2 separate regions of the Gossypium arboreum genome follow, and region 1 is linked to region 2. Evidence: chromatin contacts called from public Hi-C data. All regions are on one chromosome and are shown on one strand. The core of a region is the stretch at or near the end of the contact, and the rest is flanking DNA. Distances in the headings are between cores, read along the strand shown.

The links. Hi-C and Micro-C count contacts between places; a contact is called where the count stands out from the background.
Region 1: a Hi-C map of leaf shows a contact between it and region 2, with 5 times the contacts expected there. The contact joins the promoter of LOC108460952 here to the promoter of LOC108474163 in region 2. A contact is called at or near these places in 2 of 5 Hi-C or Micro-C datasets (both in leaf).

The regions. Positions count from the first base shown.
Region 1 is chr3:122,105,751-122,112,886 of ASM2569848v2, reverse strand. It overlaps LOC108460952 (protein DOWNSTREAM OF FLC-like), which reads left to right and starts at 2,751. Exons shown (of 2, transcript XM_017760670.2): 1 at 2,751-3,091; 2 at 3,563-4,058. The coding sequence starts at 2,938. The coding sequence ends at 3,894. It also overlaps the pseudogene LOC108460951.
Region 2 is chr3:121,467,495-121,473,895 of ASM2569848v2, reverse strand. It overlaps LOC108474163, which reads left to right and starts at 4,590. Exons shown (of 8, transcript XM_017776083.2): 1 at 4,590-5,051; 2 at 5,146-5,286; 3 at 5,383-5,610; 4 at 6,323-6,401. The coding sequence starts at 4,732.

The sequences.
Region 1 (7,136 bases), core at 1,502-4,001, 640 kb before region 2:
CAGATACCTTTTTCAGTATTGAAACAAAATTGGCATTCAGACTTTTAAAGTATTTATCAAGTATCAATACAGTATTGATACCTTTTATTTGGTATCGATAAATTTCCCTTGATATCGATGTCGATAGCTCCAACGATCACTAAATTGGGCATTAAATGCTAATAGTATCAATACCTATAGAAAAAGTATCGATTCCTATTGTTGCAAGTGACATTAATGCACAGGTTATTTCATCCCCAACGGCTCTATTCAATTTCTCAACAACCACAATAGTTGGAAATCATTTAAAGGGTATAAATACCAGCTTCCAAAAGGTCTACAACAATAAGAGAGATTGTCCAAGCCCAAATTTCAATCAAACAACCTTTGTGCTTAAATTTTCATACTTTTCTTATACACACTTATAAGTTTTCATTGTTATTCATTTAGCCCAAGTGTTTTCTTTTTTCATTTGTGCTCAATTGGCAAACAATTCAATCTTGTAAGGATTAATTCTTAGTTTGCTTATTTGTTTCACTCTTTAAGAGGTTATATCTTAAGGTTTGGGTAAAAACTTTAAGGGAGTTGTAAGGTTAAACCTTGCCCTCAAAAGTTAATCAAATTAATGAATTTGAGAAAATCCTTAGCAGTGGAAAGCTAAGGTAGTGGAATAGGCAATTAGGGTCGAACCACTCTAAATCGTTATGTTCAATTGTTCTAATTTTTTTTTCTTTCAAGCTTCCACAATTTTTTAGAAGCCAATTTACCTCCCTCTTGGCGATTTTGGATTGATTAATTGAGCTAACATTTTCTTTTAATTTAACTTTTATACATAGTTTAACTTTTAATTAAACATAATTAATTAATTAAATCTTAATTAATTAGGATTTAATCACAATTAGCAAAGTTAGTGGATTCTAGCTATCCGCCACCACTATTTGGAGTAATTTGAAGGGTCCATTTGTTCAAGTGGTCCTTGGATTAATTAGAAAGAAATTAACTTTGATCACTTTTACAAATTAGTCATTGTATCTTAATTAATTATCCATCTAACAAAATTAAGGGACCAAAATTCAGTTAACCTTTATTCTAACCTCGTAAATATTAAATAACAATATTTACAAGCTCGAACATCAGAAATGGGTTCCAAAATAACCGTTTTTCAACACCACTGAAAAACATACTATTACATAATACCTTCATCTATGATTGTAAGTATTGACATAGGGGTCATATCTCCATTTTGGCCAATCGAGAAATCCTACAATTGTATTGGCATTTTTGTTTGCATCTTTAAGAAGTATAGGGCATGAATCAATTTGGTGGCCATAATTAGCGCATATACCACATGCTGTAACATGTTGACTATTTCCTAAAACTAATTGTTCAACGAGTGAAATTAGCTTATCAAGATGACTTTCAATAGAAGATGAATTTACCTCATTTGCTCTACTTGGAATTATCGTTTGAATCCTCCAACTATATTGAGATGTTCTTTTGTATCTGCAAGAAGTATAAGACATGTATATGTTTTGTGGTCATAATTCAATACAACAAATTTGCTCATTAATGGCATTTAAAAATTGTCGTTGAAAATTACATTTATATCATCATGGCATTCGTCACGTTAAGTGTGTCATTAAAAGTTAAAAGAGACGTATTTTTATTCATAACATATTATTAAGAATATGATAACAACAAAATATAATGTCATAATATAATTCGTATACGGTGACAACTAGTTGAGTCACGTAATGATATAAGATTTTGTATTTGATCATTTTATTGTCACCAATAATAAAATAATGTGCAATGTATAGGTGATTAAAGCGATATCCAAGAGAATTAATGATGTATTATATCGTCACTTAATATAATAAAATAATAAAATTTATAAACACCAAATTTCATTGGGATCAAAATTAATATTTTATGATAAATATATTTGAATTAATACTAAACTAAACATTTCAATTTGGTATTGAAAAATTTTCAAATTCAATTTTATTTCGAATTAAATGTTAATTTGAAACATTGAGAAGTTGGGTTTCTTTTAATTTTCAGCTGCAATTGAAATTGAAGCCTAGGAATATTGAATTTTAAACTTATTTGGGTCTTATTTTCTAATGTTTTGAGACATTTTCCATTTACTTTTTATTTAGGTTTTCATAAATATATATTTAATAAAAAATTCAGAAAATTACAAAATTTTAAAAATATTTTCATATCCTCCGTAACACATTTCAATCAAATTAGTGAATTCTCCATCTATAATTAGTGAAGTATTTATTTAAGCATGTTGAAACAAGTTTATTACGAAAAGGTTTAGTTATTATATGATGAAATTGAAAAACTGAAATCTTGAGTGACCTCCTTCTCTATTTTTCTTTATTTAATTAATAAAAAATCTCACATAATTGGTACCGTTAATTATAGGATTCATGTGATGCGGCACCGTTCCCGCTTTGCTTGCTCTGCCAACCTTCTCAAACAGCCCCCCATGTGACCACCGACAACTGCCAGCTGCAATCAATTAGGACCCGTGTTCTATCCTCTACGCTCCATATCTCCACTCTGCCCTTCAACTTGCCACTAATAAATCGCCACGTCATCAAACTCATCACTCCCATTTGCCAAAACACCCTTGTTTTCCATCAAAATTACCAAATCAACACTACCGTTTTGACGTGGCATCCCAAACCAGCAGCTCATACAGCTTATCCACCACACACGAATATACTCCTCAACGCGGCTAAGCCAGTTTTCATTATTATTCTTATTCAATTTTCACTTTTATTTAATTTCCTTATCTTACCCCCACTTTATCATCATCACTGTCTCTTTAGCCTTTACCCTTTGTTTCTTTGATTTGCTTCTAAGGATTTAATCTCTAAACCTTCTTCCCATTTCTTCATTACATTGTTCAAGAACAAACAAAAAAAAGAAGCAGCAAAAAACATGGCCAAAGTTCTGTTGTTCATTGCTCTATGTGTGCTTCCAGCTTTGGTTAGTGCTACACGCATTCTGAATAACCAATTGGTGGTTGAAGGCTATGTGTACTGTGATACTTGCCGTGCTGGTTTTGAAACCCCTAAGACTAGAAGGCTAGCTGGTAAATTCCATTTCTAACATACTTTAATCTTAATCTACGTTTTGCTATGTTGGCTTTTGTGTATATGTTGGTGACATTGTTAGATCTGGTGTTCTAGGTTTTAAAGTGGTAGATCTGTGAAGTAGTTTGTAGGTTTTGATGTTACATTGAGTGACAGTGAATGAAAGGGTGTGTAAACATAAAATAATGGGAACAACCATGACATGTTGGACTGGATCAGTAGGCGGTTCAAAGATGCAAATTTTAATAGAAAGGGGGAAAATTTAAGGTTTAAGATGATAATTTTGCTCATAGATTTATAAAACCCAAAAATGTTGGTTCTTGGACATGGAACAGGATGTTGTGTATTGTTTAATGGCTTGTTGCCTGGATCTTTCGTTCCCCTTGTCTGATCTATGTGATGTTTAATATTGGTACAATTTGTCGTATTTGGTTCTGAATCTTGGTATACTGATATCATGTGCTTTGTAGATGCCATGGTTAAGCTGGTATGCTCCGACAGGAAGACCGGCGGAGTTGTTTTCGAGAAGGAGGGATATACGGACAAAACCGGAAAATACCAGATTCGTGTATCCGAGGATCACTTGGATCAGATCTGTGATGCAGTTCTTGTGAAGAGCCCCCAGCTTGGATGTGCCACAATGTCCCCCGGTCGTGAACGTGCCCGTGTTATCTTGACCAACTCTAATGGCATTTCATCCACCACCCGTTATGCCAATAGCATGGGCTTCATGGTTGACAAGGCTGAAGCTGGCTGTGCTGAGATGATGAAGATGTATCGGGAGGATGAGGAGGATGTCTAGTGTGTGGGTTTGGATTTATTTGCATATGAAATGTGATGTTGTCTGCTATTTGTTATGTGAATTGCTTCGTTATTTCTACGTTAGAGGACTTCTATAACTTATTTTTCTTTCAAATTCTATTACCAATTATATAAACCTAAGCTATGGCTTCTATCATTTAACAACTTGAATCTCTGATTCTTTGTCTTCAATGCTCAATAAATAAGACCCTTCTTCAATCACCATCGAACCATCTTTCTTGGCTGAGCTAAGATGCTCACATGGCCTCAACTCAAATTCAACTTCAGCTCTTTCCTCTGCGTTCAGGTTAACACTCTGGAATGCAACTAATTGTTTTACTGGCCTCCCATTGACCATCTTTGGTTGCCTCACAAATAGCAACATTGGATATGCTTACCGGCCATCTCGCAATGGTTTTTAACTCGAACCTTGACTGTGTACTTCATTTTTTCACAAGCTTCGGCTCCCATCTCTGAAACAGGCATGTACCTGTTAGGATTTGAGCTCTCAACCATTATATGGACCTTGTTTTGTGTTACAGGGAGAATTTCGTAAGTATAGTTCGAGTAGCTAAGACCATAACCAAATTCAAAAGCCTTCGGTCCTTGGTAAAATCTGTAGGTGCGTCCGGGATAGCTGGACGAAGGTTCAGGTCGCATTCTCATGTCCGTCATTGGCACGTTAACGTAACTTTGTGGATACCAAGTAACTGGTAACCTCCCTCCTGTATACAAATATGAAGCTTACAAACTTAAGTATGCCTTTTGTTTATCATGCAAAGAAAAGAAATGAACTCACCAGGGTTGTGATCACCAAATATAATTTCTGCTAATGCACGACCTCCGGCTTCACCTGGATAACCGGCCCATAGAATTCTTCCGATGCGTTGATCATTTTTGGCGAATGATATGTCAACCGGACCTCCCGATAGAAGCACCAAAATGACTGGATTCTTGGCAACTCTTGCGATGCTAGAAATCAGTTTTTGTTGCTTTGGTGGAAGAAGCAAGTCTACACGATCATGATCTTCACTCTCTTGTGTTTGATCTAATCCCATTACTAACACCACATGATCTGCTCCTTTTGCTATCTTCACTGATTGAGAATGCAGAAGAACAATTAACTCCATTACAACCTTGGTGAAACCTGGTGTCTTTGACATAACTTTGCAGCCCTTGCAATGGTGTAACAGGTTTGCAAGGAGGACCTGCATAGTTTCCAACAAGTGTTTTTGCAGAATTCGCATTAGGCCCTATTACTGCAAGTGAAAAGTTTTGGTTTTCGAAAGCGGAAGGAGTTTATCCGTGTTCTTCAGAAGGACAATGCCTTTTCGAGCAGCCTCAAGGGCAAGATTCCAATGCTCTTGAGAACAGACCTTATCCGAACCAATGGTTCCATAAGGCTGTGTAACTGGATTACCGTCGAAAAGCCCCAGCCTCATTCTGACTGAGAAAAGGTTATGAAGGGCTCTGTCTATTTCAGATACAGGTAATTTTCTCTTTTCAACAGCTGATTTGGTGTATTTCTTCAAATAGGTACCACAGTTGACATCCATTCCTGTAAAATTCGTTGATCAAAAGTTCATAATGATGATATTAACGTCCATCAATACAGCCTAGCTTTAGATAATAAAAAAAACTAATACCAGCTTTAAGAACATCAGCTACAGCATCCTCTGGTAGTTTACCATATCCTTGATCTTCATGAATGATGGCGACAGCATCACAGTCAGAGGTGATGTATCCATTGAAACCCCATTGGCCCCGGGCTGTTTTCGACAACAGATTGTAATCAGCACTGTTAGGGACTCCATTAACACGATTGTAAGCACATATTATCCCACTAGCTTTCCCTTGCTGTATGCAGCTCTGGAATGGAGGCTGATATGTATCTGCTAAATCCTGTAAACTGACCTGAAATACACAAAATATGGAGTTTTCCAAATTCAAAGCTTATCAAACAAACAAATTAAGTTACCAAATTTGAAGTGTACAATTTACACATACTTTTGCATTGAAGACATATCGTTTCACTCCTTTCCAGTTATCCAAATCATAAGCAGTAAAATGCTTACAACAAGCTGAAGCTTGAAGATGTTGGCCAAGTTTGCCACCTTCAAAAGAGTCCCCCTTGTATCCCTCTCACAAATGAAACTGCATATTTCCCAGAAACCAATGGATCCTCACCAGGCGTCTCTTGCCCTCTTCCCCACCTTGGATCCCTATATATATTAATGTTGGGGGCCCAAAATGTCATGCCCGTTGCTTGTCCAGCGTTGTAAATAGCGCTAGCTTCTATTCCAACCGCCTGAAAACAATAATAAACTGAAAATATGAATCTTAAAGAAGATGAAAAAAAAAGGGTCCTTGAGGACTTGCCTGAGCAATGCGACACCAAAGGTGAGCATCAAAGCAAGCAGCGGTGAGAATGACTTGGGGGAAACTGGTGGCTGATTGGATTGTTCCATTGAAACGAATACCTTGCGTGACCCTCAACGAATAGGCAACACCATGCAGCGCTTCGGACCACCATTGATAGGCAGGGATGCCAAGTCTTGGAATGGGGGAGGCTGAGTGAACGAGTTGGGATAACTTCTCGTCTAATGTGAGCCTGGAAACCAGATCTTGGACTCGTTGGGTGATGGGGAGTGTAGTTTTGCAAAAAAGGTAGGATTTGGTTCGTGGGTCGGATGTGTCGCAGGAGAACGGAGGCTGAGTCGACTCAGCTAAGATGAGCAGCAACGAAGTAAGGTGAATGAGATAAAGGACAGATAGAGTTGGGGGTTTCATGTTAGTAAAGGTGACTGAATTGTTTGAGCAGAACTGGAACGAGTGAATAGACAAGGAAGTGGTGTGTGGAAGCTTTGCTGCATCTCTTATGACTTAAGGGACCACTGTTACACTGAATGGACTTTCGGGACCTTATTCTGTTACAAGATAATATCACCAATTAATTTTTTTAATTAAGATTTTCGTTTTATTATGAATTAATATTTGTAGCTAAATTTTCTTTTTGACGATATCTAAATTTAGAAATTGTAAATTAATTTAGTAATTTTTAGGTATTTGATTATCACCGTTAGAATACGTAGACATGATATTTATGATTAATAATAGGATAGCATGTGACAATCTTACATTTTGACACATGATAAAAGTAAATATAAAAATAAAAATTATTTAAAAATTTTGCCACATATCATCATGCTATTGACTATCAATGCCATGTCAGTAAAATATTAG
Region 2 (6,401 bases), core at 3,341-5,840:
CACCAGAAATAGAGTCCCTTCTATTTCCTTCCTACCATCAGTGCAGGACTAATACCTTTTGAGGGCCCCTTAGTCTGGAAAGAGCCTGTAGGTGGTGAATACCCCGAATAGGCAGAAGATTTCAATAGCGAATAAGCAGGGGGTAATGTAGCCCAACACAAGATGAATGGATTATTCTAGTCAATAACCCTTTCTTGGAAAAAAGTTCCATTATCTCCTTAACCTGCCTAGCAATATGGAGTGTTTTGACTAATGACCAGGGCCTAAACAACTATAGGTACTTATTGACTTTCAATTTCAAATTACTAATAAAAATACTGAGTGCGTAAGATTCAGTCAACTGTAGCTGAGTTAGGAGACTTACGAACTGGTCAGAGAAATGGTCCACCGAGCCTTTTTGCTTTAGAGTCACCAACTCTACCATTATATCCCAAAATATGCTAGATCCAAAACACTCATTCAAACTGTGAGCATTACACGACCATTTTAACATGTGGAGACCTCTATGCCTCTGAGAGTACAAGTGATACCAATCTAATGCTTGACCTTCTAGATGTAACATCACCGTGCGCACTTTATCCATTTCAGAGATGCCTTCTACTATGAAGTACTGCTCTAACTTGGACCACCATCCCTAATAATCTGAACCATAGAATCGAGGACACTCAAGCCTGTAAGAGTGTTTTTGAACCAGACTAAATCTAGTATGTGCGAGCTTGGCGGATGAGAGGGATCATCCATGGCATCCTTTGGTGGAAACCCTGATTGAGGCAGCTAGATATCTAGAGACTGTGGAGTGTCCCAAAAACTACTCCAGAAAGGAGTGTAATTCCCAACGCAGCCATCCTTAAATCCTTGCAACTTGGCATCCCAGTTCCCTTCTAGCTGGGATATTTCCCCTTGCATTTTTACCATCTTCTACTGCAACATCGTCACGTCCTTCTATCCATAAGTGGTAACCCCATCCCTTGCCATAAGAATGATAATACTTTGATACCCTTCATAGGAAACAAACTAGAAATCCAAAATATTAAAGAAAAATAAGGAAAAAAAAAAGAAAAAAAAGAGTAAGCAGAGAGAGAATACTATAGCAGTTATTGTATATTCTTCATATTCTTCCATCCCCTTACATGCGTAAATATAGGGAAAATAATAATAGCAAAATAACAGAAAGAATAACAAATTGTACTATAAGATTGCCATGCACAAAATGCGTCGTTTTAATAATTAGATGTGCACCGTTTTAACTAATCCTCTTCGGCCCAACTGTCTCAACCCAACTGGTTCATGATTTGGTCCATAACAAACCTAGAAAGCAATAGAAACACAAACCCATATATCAATAAAAATGCAAACTCACAAATCAATAGAAACGCAAAATCACAAACCTTGAAGACGAGGAATTTCGGTGGTTCAGTGGCCAATCCCAATGGTGAATAGGCGAAGAAGGAGAAGATCAAGAGCATAAGGCAAACCAAATTCGATCCAACAATGGATATTAGGGATCGGATGAGAGAAAAAATGAATTTCAATATTCAATTTAAGCATTTGGACTTGATTTTTCGGGAATCAAAACACACAAAGGTAAAGAGAGGCTTTGGGTTGTCATTTGGAGGTGCTCGTGTCGGAAACGACACTGGAGTGGTATTGGCGGAAAGGGTTCAAAAGAAAGTTTGAGAGAATAAAAATCTCAGTTTTTACTTTTTGAGGTTAAGTAATTAAATGGACATAATTGTTTAGTAATGAAATAAAAAGAAAAGAAAAAGTTAGCACATTTTAGGTCCCTTAATTGCCTTATTAAGTGACATTTTTGTTTGGTAATTAAATGAAAATAAAAGGAATAATTTTTTTTAAAAAAAAAGTATAATTGTTTGTAGGTCCCTTATTTTGACCATTTACTTTTTTCCTAATAAATAGTGCTACGTGGTACTTCTTGATTGGTCCACTGTCAATTTGTGTCAGGAGTTAACACTGTTTGAGCGTGATAGATGGAATAAAAGTACACGTACTACATTAGACAAATTGAAATCATATGTACCACATTAATTTTTTTGTTAAAGTACAAGGAGATTTGTTGCCATTATCCCTTATAGGTTTGAAACTTACAAGGTTAGTACCGTAACGATAGAATTATCCATTGTCTATTCTCAACCTTTCAATAGAAGGATAAATGCGCTTCAACACGCTCAATCCCAAGTCCTCCTGCATAGATAACAATAACAATGTCAATGCTAACCGAGTTAGGACTTAGTCGACATGTATCATTTTTATTCTATATTAGTATGAATATATATTGATGGATTTTGTTGTATTATTTTAAATTTATTGATAATTTTAAAATATTTTATATAGATATTTATAAATTAATTTATAATTTATAATTAAATATATATTAATATTACATGTAAATTTATCTCAATTACATTCATAAAAATATCTTTGCATACAAATAGAAATTTTAAAATGATTTATTAAATTAAATAATTTAATTTGATAATTTTTTTATTTTTAATGTTTTTAAATAAAATTAACGCAGTTAAAAATTATCATGTACCTTAAATTTTATTTTATTTTATTTTGTATATTTTACTATATATTAAACACTTGTCATCACTCTAATTTAATATTGAAATGAAATACGTGAAAGTGGCCCCACACACTTAAATTAGCGGCTGAGATTGCAAGAAAATAGGAATTCTCTAAAAATTTTAATAATTTTCTATATTTTTATTTTTATTTTTAGAATTATTGTTAACAAAAATTTTAAAATATTAAAAGGATATTTTAGCTATCGTTTAGGGATAAAATTAGCTAATAATCTTTGGGATTAATGTACCACAAAACTTAACAAAAACAACTAAACTATAATCATTCAATAACACTAATGACTAATATATAACTTTTAAAAGTTAAATGACTGAAACGTAATTTTAAACAAAATTTAAGAATAATTAATATAATTTACCTAAAAATAAAATTGTTAAAGATAATATTCTAACAGCTGGTAGAAGTCTAATGATCAATACGGTAGATTTGGTGGTTCCAGTGACCTCAGATTAGATACAAGTGATGTAATTAGAAATTTTTTGAAAATTAAATTATATATTTTATAATAATAAAAAATTTACTATTTTAATAATTTATATCTTTATAATTTTAATTAAATTTTATAATTTTAAAAGATTAAAATATAATAATATTATTATTAATTTAAAATTTTATAAATTATAAATGCCACTGATTCGATGTCTGACTGCATACATGCTTTAGTAGGTCGCACTATAATAGGCCTAAAAGCAGAGGATGGTATCATGTAAATGTAGTTGGGTAAGAGTACAGAAGACAAAAGCTTTGATACCATTTCAACACAGACTTTCTTTTAAATTTATTGTGAATCAGCTTAAAATCTATGCAAAAGGGTTATTTAATTTCCGGTATACGAAGCAGGGTTCTATAAGTAATTTTGCCACTTGTAAACGGAGATTTCTTCAGTGGAACTTTTTTTATGACGAATGAATTTTATGGAATTTGATGAGCGGAAAATGTGAGAGCAACTGCAGAATTGTAAGTATTATGAAACGTGTCCGTAAATGAACCGTATTGCACTGCAAATTCTGTCATAATCAATTTCCAACCAAAGAGGCGGCTCCCAAGGCAAAATTAGTAAAACAGGACGTTCTTTTTAAATTAATTATTGATTTAGACTTTTTATATTATTTAAGGATTTTGAAAATCACAAGTTAAATGATAAAAAGCGCGTCTTCCGAAAACCACAGTTCAGAAAATGTTTTTTTTATCACACACATTTTCCTTTAACATGCTTATATTTTCTACCCTCCATCCCAAGTTCGAATTTTCTCCCATATTTATTTATTATGTTTCTACTGAATAATTCAAGCATTTTTTATTTTAAAATTTTTAATTTTTATTTTTAAACTTTTAGTTAGTAAATATATTTTTAATTTTAATTAACAATTTATTTATATAGATAAAATGAAAATTATATAATTATATAATAAAATAATTATATATATATATATTATTATGTTAAATATATTTTATTTTTAAACATCAACTACTTTTTTGATATATTTTATTTATATATAATTTTATATGTCAAATATTTTTTTACACGTATATCTTAAGTATTGTAAATTTTAATATTATAAAAATAATTATTTCAAAAAATAAATATTTTCATAAAAATTATATATAAAGAAAAATATATCAAAAAATTAATTGATGTTTTTAAAAATAAAATATATTTAATATAATAATATATAGAAAAATTAGTTGATGTATTTTAAAATAAATATATTTAATATAATCATATATAAAAATTATTTCATTATATAATTACATATTTATTATTTTATCTATATAAATAAAAATAAAATAAAACTGAAAAATAAATTTAATATAACATGTTTATTAATTAAAAGCATTAATTATAAATTAAAAAAAACTCCAAGCAACGTTCATTAAAAAAACAAATAAATAAGGGAGGGGATTCGAATCTGAAACCCAAGGGTAGAAAATGTAATAATTTTAAAAAATATTCTATAAAGCTAATTTTCCTAAATAATATAAAAAACGGCTAAATTGGTAATTGTTTTTAAAAAGTTTCCTTCTTCACTAATTTGCCCGGCACCCAATTATTTTTTATCAGTCGTAGTTTTTCCTCTAGCTTTTCCAAGAAGCTTCGTTATCTCCGCCCCCCACATCATCAGCATGTCACCGTCTGCTGACGGAACCGTCAAATGCGCCTGCAGATGCTCCTCTTCGTCCCTCGAGAATGGTGGTTTCAACGATGACTCCGCCGATTATGGTCATTTAAGTTCGGTTGACGGGACTTGCTCGCATTGCGCCGGATCAAAACCTTCGTCAAATTCTTCCTCTGCTCTTGCTATTGGTACGGTTCCGTTAACGCAGTCGGAGAAGTTGCGGAGATTCATCGTCGCCTCAGCTAAAGGTTTCTCGATCGGGGCTGGCCTTAGAGGTGGATTAGCTCTCTTCTCGATTATAGCACGGTTACGGCGCAAAAAATTAAGGTAACTAATTGTTATACAAATAAATTTGACGATTTCAAAGTTCATTTGCTTTATTTATAGTTATATACTACTAAGGCAATAATTATGATTGTAGGAAAGATGAGTCGTTTTCTGATAAAGAAGCGATTGTTGTGGTGATGAAAGAGACTATTAGATACGGTCTTTTCCTTGGTACTTTTGCGGGTACATTTGTTTCTGTAGATGAAATTATTGTTGCTGTCGGGGGACATAGCAGGCAATGATCTTCTTAATCTTAATTTTCCTCATTCAAACAAAGGAACTTATTATTAACTTGCGTTTGATTTATTTGAATTATTGAATTTCTTTTCAGGACTACAAAGTGGAGGGCGTTAATAGCGGGACTTGTTGCAGGTCCTTCCATGCTTCTTACTGGACCTAATAAACAACATAAGAGTTTGGCCATATACATATTCATGCGCGCTGCCGTATTGGCTTCGCGCTGCGGAATGAAGAGTAAACGATTTGGGAAGCTTTGTAAACCTCTTACATGGAAGCATGGTGACATATTCCTTATGTGTCTCTCTTCTTCGCAAATTTTGTAGGTTCCTTTTGTTAAGTTGTCTTGGTTGTTGGCTTAGTTTTTTGCTATTAATTAAACTTTATTGCAATTCTTCGTAATGAATCTCAGTCATTATTGAATTTACCACATGGACTAAAGGACCAAGTCTACTGGGATTCCCGTCTTCTGGATCAAGTTACCAATCTCTAAACTATCCTGTTTGGAAGATTTAAGAGAAAAAAAAGTGTTGTAGTGTATAATTTTGGAGGCATTCTGAAAATTATCTGACTATATTAGAATTGATTCATGACTGGAAAGTCTGATCAGCATGCCTAGGAACTTTGTTGTTCATTTTTCTGCGCCTTTTTTATCATTCAACCTGTTAAAGTTGGCAATCAAAATTGAAAATGTTCGTCTTTTCATCTCCAGTTTTTAAAGTTCATTGAATCTTAGGCTTCATAGCATGAACTTAGATACTTATCTCTAAAAAAGATGGTCAGAGCGTAAATATGTGAAAAGAAAGTGGGAAAATGTTTGCTTGAATGAATGTAAGTGCTAATTAAATGTTTTTGGGCATCATTTAAAAAGGGGCTGCATGGAACTGTGTGGCTTTACAAGTTGTACAAGTAATAGCATCCAAAAACACTATCTCGGGAAATTTTTTTCTGTAATTTTCCTAAGAAGATGATGACTGTACATTTATTATTTTTCGAAAGTGTAATCTTTTAAGTGGAAGCATTTATGTTTTCAGGTCCTCTTACCTTTTGAAGCCAGAGAGTTTTCCCCCTTCGTATAGGTCATTTCTCAATAAACATGTTGGAAAGGATCAG